Regions from separate parts of the Triticum aestivum genome. Here region 1 is linked to region 2. Evidence: chromatin contacts called from public Hi-C data. All regions are on one chromosome and are shown on one strand. Each heading gives the region's core, a stretch centred on a gene start, on an enhancer-like site or on the middle of the called end of the contact. The rest is flanking DNA. Distances are from core to core; before and after follow the strand shown. Region 1 holds the start of LOC123144134 (succinate-semialdehyde dehydrogenase, mitochondrial). Region 2 has its middle 87 kb from the start of LOC123144131.

The links. Hi-C and Micro-C count contacts between places; a contact is called where the count stands out from the background.
Region 1: a contact with region 2 is called in a Hi-C map of leaf, with 2.4 times the contacts expected there. The contact joins the promoter of LOC123144134 here to the enhancer-like site in region 2. A contact is called at or near these places in 3 of 5 Hi-C or Micro-C datasets (all in leaf).

What each region holds. Positions count from the first base shown.
Region 1 is chr6D:137,121,143-137,124,928 of IWGSC CS RefSeq v2.1, forward strand. LOC123144134 (succinate-semialdehyde dehydrogenase, mitochondrial) reads right to left here and starts at 1,636. Exons shown (of 20, transcript XM_044563168.1): 1 at 1,394-1,636; 2 at 1,161-1,277; 3 at 230-329. The coding sequence starts at 1,489. LOC123141352 (putative disease resistance RPP13-like protein 3) reads right to left here. Exons shown (of 3, transcript XM_044560524.1): 3 at 3,574-3,786.
Region 2 is chr6D:136,972,863-136,976,645 of IWGSC CS RefSeq v2.1, forward strand. No RefSeq gene overlaps it. Among protein-coding and RNA genes, the nearest start is that of LOC123144131, 87 kb to the left of the region's middle. Within about 2 kb of position 1,514, at least 2 of the 8 cell types and tissues checked have an H3K27ac peak or open chromatin away from gene starts, as enhancers often do. A contact at or near this core is called in leaf, where this site is marked.

The DNA of each region.
Region 1 (3,786 bases), core at 386-2,885, 150 kb after region 2:
TGATACACAGAAGATATTAGTTGATTGTGGAGACGTAAGTGACATCTGAGCAAGGGTTCACTTGATTCATGGTGTTCCAATGCTGATCTTCCGCAGACACGGAAGCAATTTAATTTGCATATATTATTAATATTATAAGCATGTCAAGACAGTTTAACTGGCACTTACAAAACATTATTTGGTCAGTGTTCAAGCATTAAAAGCGAATACACTAATGTGTTTGACATACTATAAAATGTAGTGTTAGCAGAAGTTATTGCATCAGCTGTTTCTCTGTTGCCCATGCAGGCTACATTTGCTAGGACCTCGCCAGTTGCTGGATTTTGCACCTACAAGAAAAATAAGTTATTCCAGTGACAAAGATTGACAATCAACATTAGCAACTTACCATAGATTAGAGAATTGAGATATAAAAAGTGAGTAGAGTTGCAGTAGCAACATTTCATTAATTCCTCATACTGTTCAGCGCTCATTACAGAAATAACCTAAGGAGCAAACTCAAAAGGCTCAAGACCAGCTAAGTTCCGGCACTATTTTCATGGCTATCAAGGCGTACGGTGGCTAAGACAGGGCAAAACCATACTAAAGAATTACTCATGGCTCCAAACTATATCAGGCAAGAGGAAAATTTTAATGGTGCTAACGTCCTAGGAATGGGGTCAAAAGTCCAAGCAACATTGCCAGAGCTCATCGATGCAGCACTAACCGTATTGAGTTTTCCCGTCTCAACACTGGATCTTCAGCCTGTCAACACTCGGTGACACAACCTAGTTTATGTGCTCCCCTCGGCAGATTCACCTGTCGTGCGGCATAAAACCTCCCCACTGACCAAAACATGTTGCAACGAAGCACACAATTCTGTTTAGCCCACTCCACCAAGCAGTCTGACACTGTCGCACACAGACTGCTCACCGGAATGCCCCAGTGGGGAGGGAATGTGCTCACAGCTTAAGAACACACGACTAATAGCTACACCAACAAAATTGCAATTCAACAGAACGAACTAAGAAATTCGGCACAAAATTTCGAACTCCCACGCGTTCCATTAAGTAGCAACTGGAGCGCCGCAATAAGCCCTGATTTCCCCTCGAAATCGAACGCTATCCGAACCGCGCCAATCAACAGGCATCGCGAAGGATGGATGGAGGGAGTAACGGTACCTCGATGGTCTTCCCGTCGTAGGCGTCGACCCATTTGCCGCCGATGAGGCCGCGCGTCCTGAGCAGCCCCGCCGCCCGGATCTTCTCCATCGCCGCGCCCGCGTCCACGCTGCCCATCTGCGCACCCACCCAGCGATTAACAGAAAAAACACGACCCACCGAGCACCACCGCCGGGGGGCGCGAGGGGTATGAAGGGGCGCAGGCGAGTGGGGTGGGGGCAAAGATGGCGTACGTGGCGGCGGCTGGCGACGCGGGAGGAGGCGGAGACGGAGGCGGCCAGGATGTGGCGGGCGCCGAGCGCCGCCGCGCGTCGCATCGCCATCGCCATCTGAAGGAAGCGACGAGTGACGAACACCTGCACCTGGTGTGGCCGGGTCTCTGTGTCTTATTCACACGAGCGCTTTACACGTGGCCTGCTGAGCTGGTGCGGAGGTGGGGAAATTTTGAACGTTGTGCGATGGCGACCTCGCAACCTCTCGCCCCGAGGTCGGCAAATATTCGCGGGCCGGCGTGGACCGCACGGACGGCCAGGTCGCCCCAGATCACAAAGAATGCACTTGCCCTTTTTGCCCTCCTAAAACCATTCTATGCAGCACCATGCAGACAAGCAAGGAAATCCATTTCGACTGAACATGCTCAATTATTTTATTAATTTTATTAGGGCATCTACAATGGTGATATCTTAGAAGTGTCACATAAGATAATTGCTCAGGTAAAGTGAGAGAAACCATAAGAAAATGTTTGTCTTTTCTTAATTAAGAGATGATTTTTTAGCAACAATTGTCTCACCACATATTTAAGGATATTTAGTTTTGGAGACCAGACTAAAGTAACTTATTGTACATCACTTTTTATTGTCTTATCTAGATTACGTGGCGGACATAAGATAAGACGGCATTATCAACCATTATACATGCCCTTAATAACTCGGGCATTAGCAAGCAGTTTATGCCACTTTATTTACATGGTCAATACATAAATTTGAAATGGTGGCCGGAGATATGGGCCAAACAACAATCATCTCTCTCTCAGGTGCACACATGCATATATACAGAGGCAAATGTTTTTAACTGACAGCCTCCCTGACATATCAGGGCCACCAGCCAGCTCCCATGGTAAAGAGGACCCGGTGACCAGTGCCAACGTGCGCCCCAGGCGCACGGGCCGCGCCAACTCCTGCTACAGTGGGCCGGAAAGGGTCAATGCTATCCAGACGAGGGGCTCGACTACTTAGGCATCCAACGACAAGACCAGAGGCATCAAGAGGATCACGGCGGCACGGCTCGGGCGGCTACCCACCTACCACTTTTCCCCTTTGTTCCTCCCGCGTGAGGCCTAGTTCATCCTTCCTTCCTCGAAATTCTTGTACCTCTTCTTGTAATCGCCACTGATTCAGACCACTGAGAGGAAGAACTCATCCTGTAACACTAGATCGTGAGTGGGTGTTAAAATTAACAAATCGAATAGACGCAAAGTAACACTCTGAAAGCTTATATGCATCACACATGAACAAAAACTATATGTATTGTGTTATATGGATATTGCACATGGTATGAACTTCACACGGTTGATCTTCATTAGGAGCTTGGATGATCTTCGAAAAATGGCACATTGCTGGTTTCTTTCATTTTTAGCATATATTGGATGATCTTCAGAAAACAACATGTTGCTGGTTTCTTTCATTTTAGTATGGAGATTTTTATCTTGAACGTTTATTATTTCCTGAATAGGTGGGGAGATGAGATCAAAGATGCCGAGAGCACATACAAATCTCCATTTGCACTAGGCAAGGACATGCTCCATCCGCTACCATAATTTCCTTCACGTCCGCGTCTAGATTCAGTTCCTTGAGACTATGAAACCCAGAAATGAAGTCAAGACGTGCCTCCTGATAGGACTCAGGGAGTAGAGCTAGATAGGTAAGAAGGGGCAACTCATTACTTAGTTGGTTGATGAAGTAATTGTGACACCATGCCTTTGAGAATTTTCTTGTCTTTTGGATCAAGGTCATGACACTGGTTCCATTGGCCACCAGACAATGATCAAGGGGGCTCGTCCTCTAGAACCAAACTCACAATGTCGCATCTCGTCATGGGACTTAGTGTCGTGACATGGCTTCCTTTCTTGCGCAACATTACACATGCTCTGGCTGGAGGGGAAGGGCTCCCAGGTTAATTGTTTGTCAATTCTTACTCTAAGAATAGGCAGGTTCATAGAACATTTTTGTTCTAGCGTGAATAAGATTTAGCTATCCCCCCCCTTTTCTCTATAACTTACTAAGCTTTCGTTTGAGTGAGATCAAGCTAAATACAACGGGAAAATCACAAAAGACCAAAGTCACCAATCACAATGTAACATCAACATGCCACGTTCCAAATATACTTACCCTTTTTATTCTCACAATACATACAACATGCTCAATCATTTTATTAACTCTGGCATAAGCAATCGGTTTCTGCCACTTTATTTTACATAGTCAATACATATTTGAAATGCTGAGTAAGTCTAATCCTCAGAGATATAGGACAAACAACAATCATCTCGCTCTCAGGAGCATGCACGAATGCTTAGAAAATTGACACAAGTAACACTCCCGAGCTTATGAATCACACAGAATAAAACATA
Region 2 (3,783 bases), core at 264-2,763:
GGTGTGGCCTCCCCTAGAGCTACTTGATATACGTTTTGATTCTCAAAGACATACGTGTGCCCTTGTATGCTTACTATTGTAGACTAAATGTAATCAAATGGAAAAGTTCTAAAAAAAGGGAACGATCTGCTTCTATGTAAAAAAAATCATAATCTTGTTGCTCATATTTTTAGTTGTTCACCTGGAATTGTTCATTTGTGGTTTGTTGTGTAACAAACTAAGGCTTGGGCTCTAACCATTCTACTTTTCTAGGCCCAATTGCGTACACCTGGAATTATTATTAGGAGATAAAAAATATTTTTTTCACCCTCAAATCTATTCAAGTGGAGCCATAACTCCCTAGAGTGAAAATTTTGGCTAATTTGCACCTCTAAAACTATTCCAGCTGAGCAATAACACCCTAAAGTGAAATTTGATCTAATTTAAACCCTCGAATATAAATGCCATTTAAAATAAAACCCTAGGCATTGAGGTGAACTTGGCCCATAAACACTGAAAACTTTTGCACATGTCGTTCCAAGAGGTCAGCCCTAAGAGGGTGCATTGCCCCAAGGATGGGGCCCGGTTGGGCTGAATCACTAAATTCGATTTCTATATTTTTTTGAGATTTTTTTCATGTTTTGAGATTTTTGTTTGTTAAAGTTGCTAAAACATGTAAATATGATGTTTGTTATTTAATTTGAATATTATTTCTTACACTTAATTTTCTATACTTACATCTAAACAATACTTATTTAATTACTTTATTCTACCTATTTATTTTATTTTATTTACCACCTTATTTTATTAATTTATGTTTCATTTATTCATGGTAAATACGTAAAAGACTAAGTATGTGATGTTTTCTAGACAAGTCATGAATATTTATTTCCATACATATGAACATCTGTTCTATAAGAAACAAATATCTATTTTGATATATTTTAGCCATAGCATTTATTTGAGAATGCATGAATATTTTAAAATTGTAATACATAACATTTTCCACATAGCAGGCTATTGGTGTGAACATTTCATTTAATACATATACACAAGTCATACAACATGTGTGAAATGAGCTATATCACTACCTGGATTCAAGCTATAGACTTGACATGGATGCTCATATTTTGTTTGGATTTTTTTCAAGATTTCTAGGACCATTCTTTTAGAGGGAGGTGACGTGCCCATCAACTAAAAGGGCATATGTGACTTCGTTACATCAATCTCAAGTTTAGCCGACTCAATCTCTTAGGGGTGTTCATAGGGGTGAATGTAGACATTCTTTTACGTGAGTTGGTGTGCAGTAAAAACTCACAAACAATATGTAAAAAATAAAACCAGAAAAAATTCTATTGAAATAAATTAATACTACATATTAAAGTGATTACTAAAAATAATTTTACTTTCTGAAGACATGGAAATCATTTTTATTTGAAAATAAGAAAAATACAAGTGCTAATGGGCTGCGCCAACGCCGCCATTTAGCCTGAGAGTGAGGCGAAGCTACTTTTTCCACCAGGTGGCCCACCTACATGGGCTTGGAGTTGAGAATTTGGCTAAAGCCTGAAGGTAAGTGCGACGACTATATCTCGCGTTAAGCGAGTTGGAAGAATCGCTCGCTGAAGGATTTTTCTGTCTCGCGTAGCAACTGGGTGGGCCCATTAGCACAGCCTTAGTAAGAGAAATAGTGGAGAAAAAGGGACCAATATCTCGCGTTAAGCGAGTTGGAAGAATCTCTCGCTGAAGGATTTTTCTGTCTCGCGTAGCAACTGGGTGGGCCCATTAGCACAGCCTTAGTAAGAGAAATAGTGGAGAAAAAGGGATCAAAAGGGGGAATCGAACCAAGGTCTCCTGGAGGGTTGCTACCTATTCTAGCCACTGGGTCTGCGTCTCATTAGTGGTAAATACTTGAGGGAAAATACCCAGTTTTCTGAACCGATTTTCTTATTTTTGTTTTTGTTTTTACACCGGTTCTTTGTTTCTTTCTCTGTTTCCATTGTTTTTTTTCTCAATTTTACCTTTGGTTTTATTTGTTTCTTTTTCAGTTTTCATTGACTTTTTTCTTTTCTTTATTTTGTCTTCAGGCTTTTTTTTGTTTCTTTCTCATTTTTCATTGATTTTTTTCTCTCAGTTTCACTGTTTTATACACATTTCTGGTATATATCTAATACATTTTTATAATACACGTTTAACATTTTTCAGATACAATATCAACATTTTCTTAATACCTGGTCAACATTTTGTCTATATACATTCAACCTTTTTCAAATGCTTGATTAAAACAAATTCAAATACAAGATCAACCTTTTTTTAATACATGTTCAACATTTTTTTAATAATCATTTAATATTTTCCAAATGCTTGATTAACATTTTTCACATACTTGTTCAACATTTCTTTTCAAATGCTTGATTAACATTTTATATGCACTTACGTTAATATAACAACACCAAAATGTGCTGCAAATTCATGTTCAAGTTGAATTAACGCCAAAGGGAAAAGATGGCGTGACTTTGGACCCCAAAGTCTTCCATGACGCCCTTCTTCTTATAGCGTGGGCATGTGATCAAGTTAAGTAAACTACTGATTGTATTATGGGCTGGGATCACCTTTGTGAGTCGAAGTAATTTCCGGAAAGACACACAGGAGGTCTTATGCGTGGACCAGCAGTGATAAAAAATTTTCTTCATTTTTTAATACATGGTCACCATTTTTCTATACACATTTAACATTTTCCAGATGCTTGATTAACACATTTGAAATTTTGTTCAACATTTTTTTTTCAAGTGCTTGATTAATTTTTTTATATACATGATTAAATTTTTGCCTAATTTTTTTAATTCATGGTCAACATTTTTTATATACAAATTTAACTTGTTTGAAATACTTGTTCATCATTTTTCCAAATGCTTGTTTAACATTTTCTAAATACATGATTAATTTTTTTCATTCACATTGTTTTTGTGTGTACATTTTTATATATGTGATAACATTTTCTCTATACGCATTAAACATTTTTCAATGCTTGGTCATGCTTTTTGTAATATAGAATATCTGCGAATGTAAATAAAGTAAAAGAAAACAAAAAACTTAAAAAAATAAGAAAAAGGAGAATATGTTCTGTGGCCTGTGGTCAGCGGCGCGATGGGCCGGCTCAATGTGGACCTCGCCTTCAGCGAGACTTCCTCTTGTCACGGGCACCCCTATGTCTCCCTTTAAGCGAGCACAGAGGCAAGCCGCGCGGGAGGCTGCGGTTTTTGTTCTTGCTATTCGTTTATTTTTGTATTTTTCTTTATTTTTTAAATTATTCTAGATATATATACAAAAAATACCCTTCAAAACACATTTGAAAATATTGAATAAGTATTAAAAATGTTAAAGTATTTGAAAAATGTTGACTAAGTATTTTAAAATTTTGAATAAGTATTAAAAATGTTGAAGAAGTATTTGACAAATGTTGAATAAGAATTATTATTTTTTAATGAGTATTCAAAAAATGTTGAACAAGTATTTGAAAATTTTGAACAAGTACTCAAAATGTTGAATAATTATTTGAAATTTTTGAATAATTATTTAAAAATGTTGAGCGAGTATTAGAAAAATGTTGAACAAGTATTTTTTAAAATGCTGAATAAGCACTAAAATGTTGAACACATATTTGAAAAATGTTGAATAAGCATTCAAACAATGTTGAACATGTACACAATAATGTTGATCACTTACTAAAAAATGTTTTGGACACATACGAAAATATAGAGTGTAAACGAAAACAAACATAAGAAAAAAAAGAAAAAGAAAAAT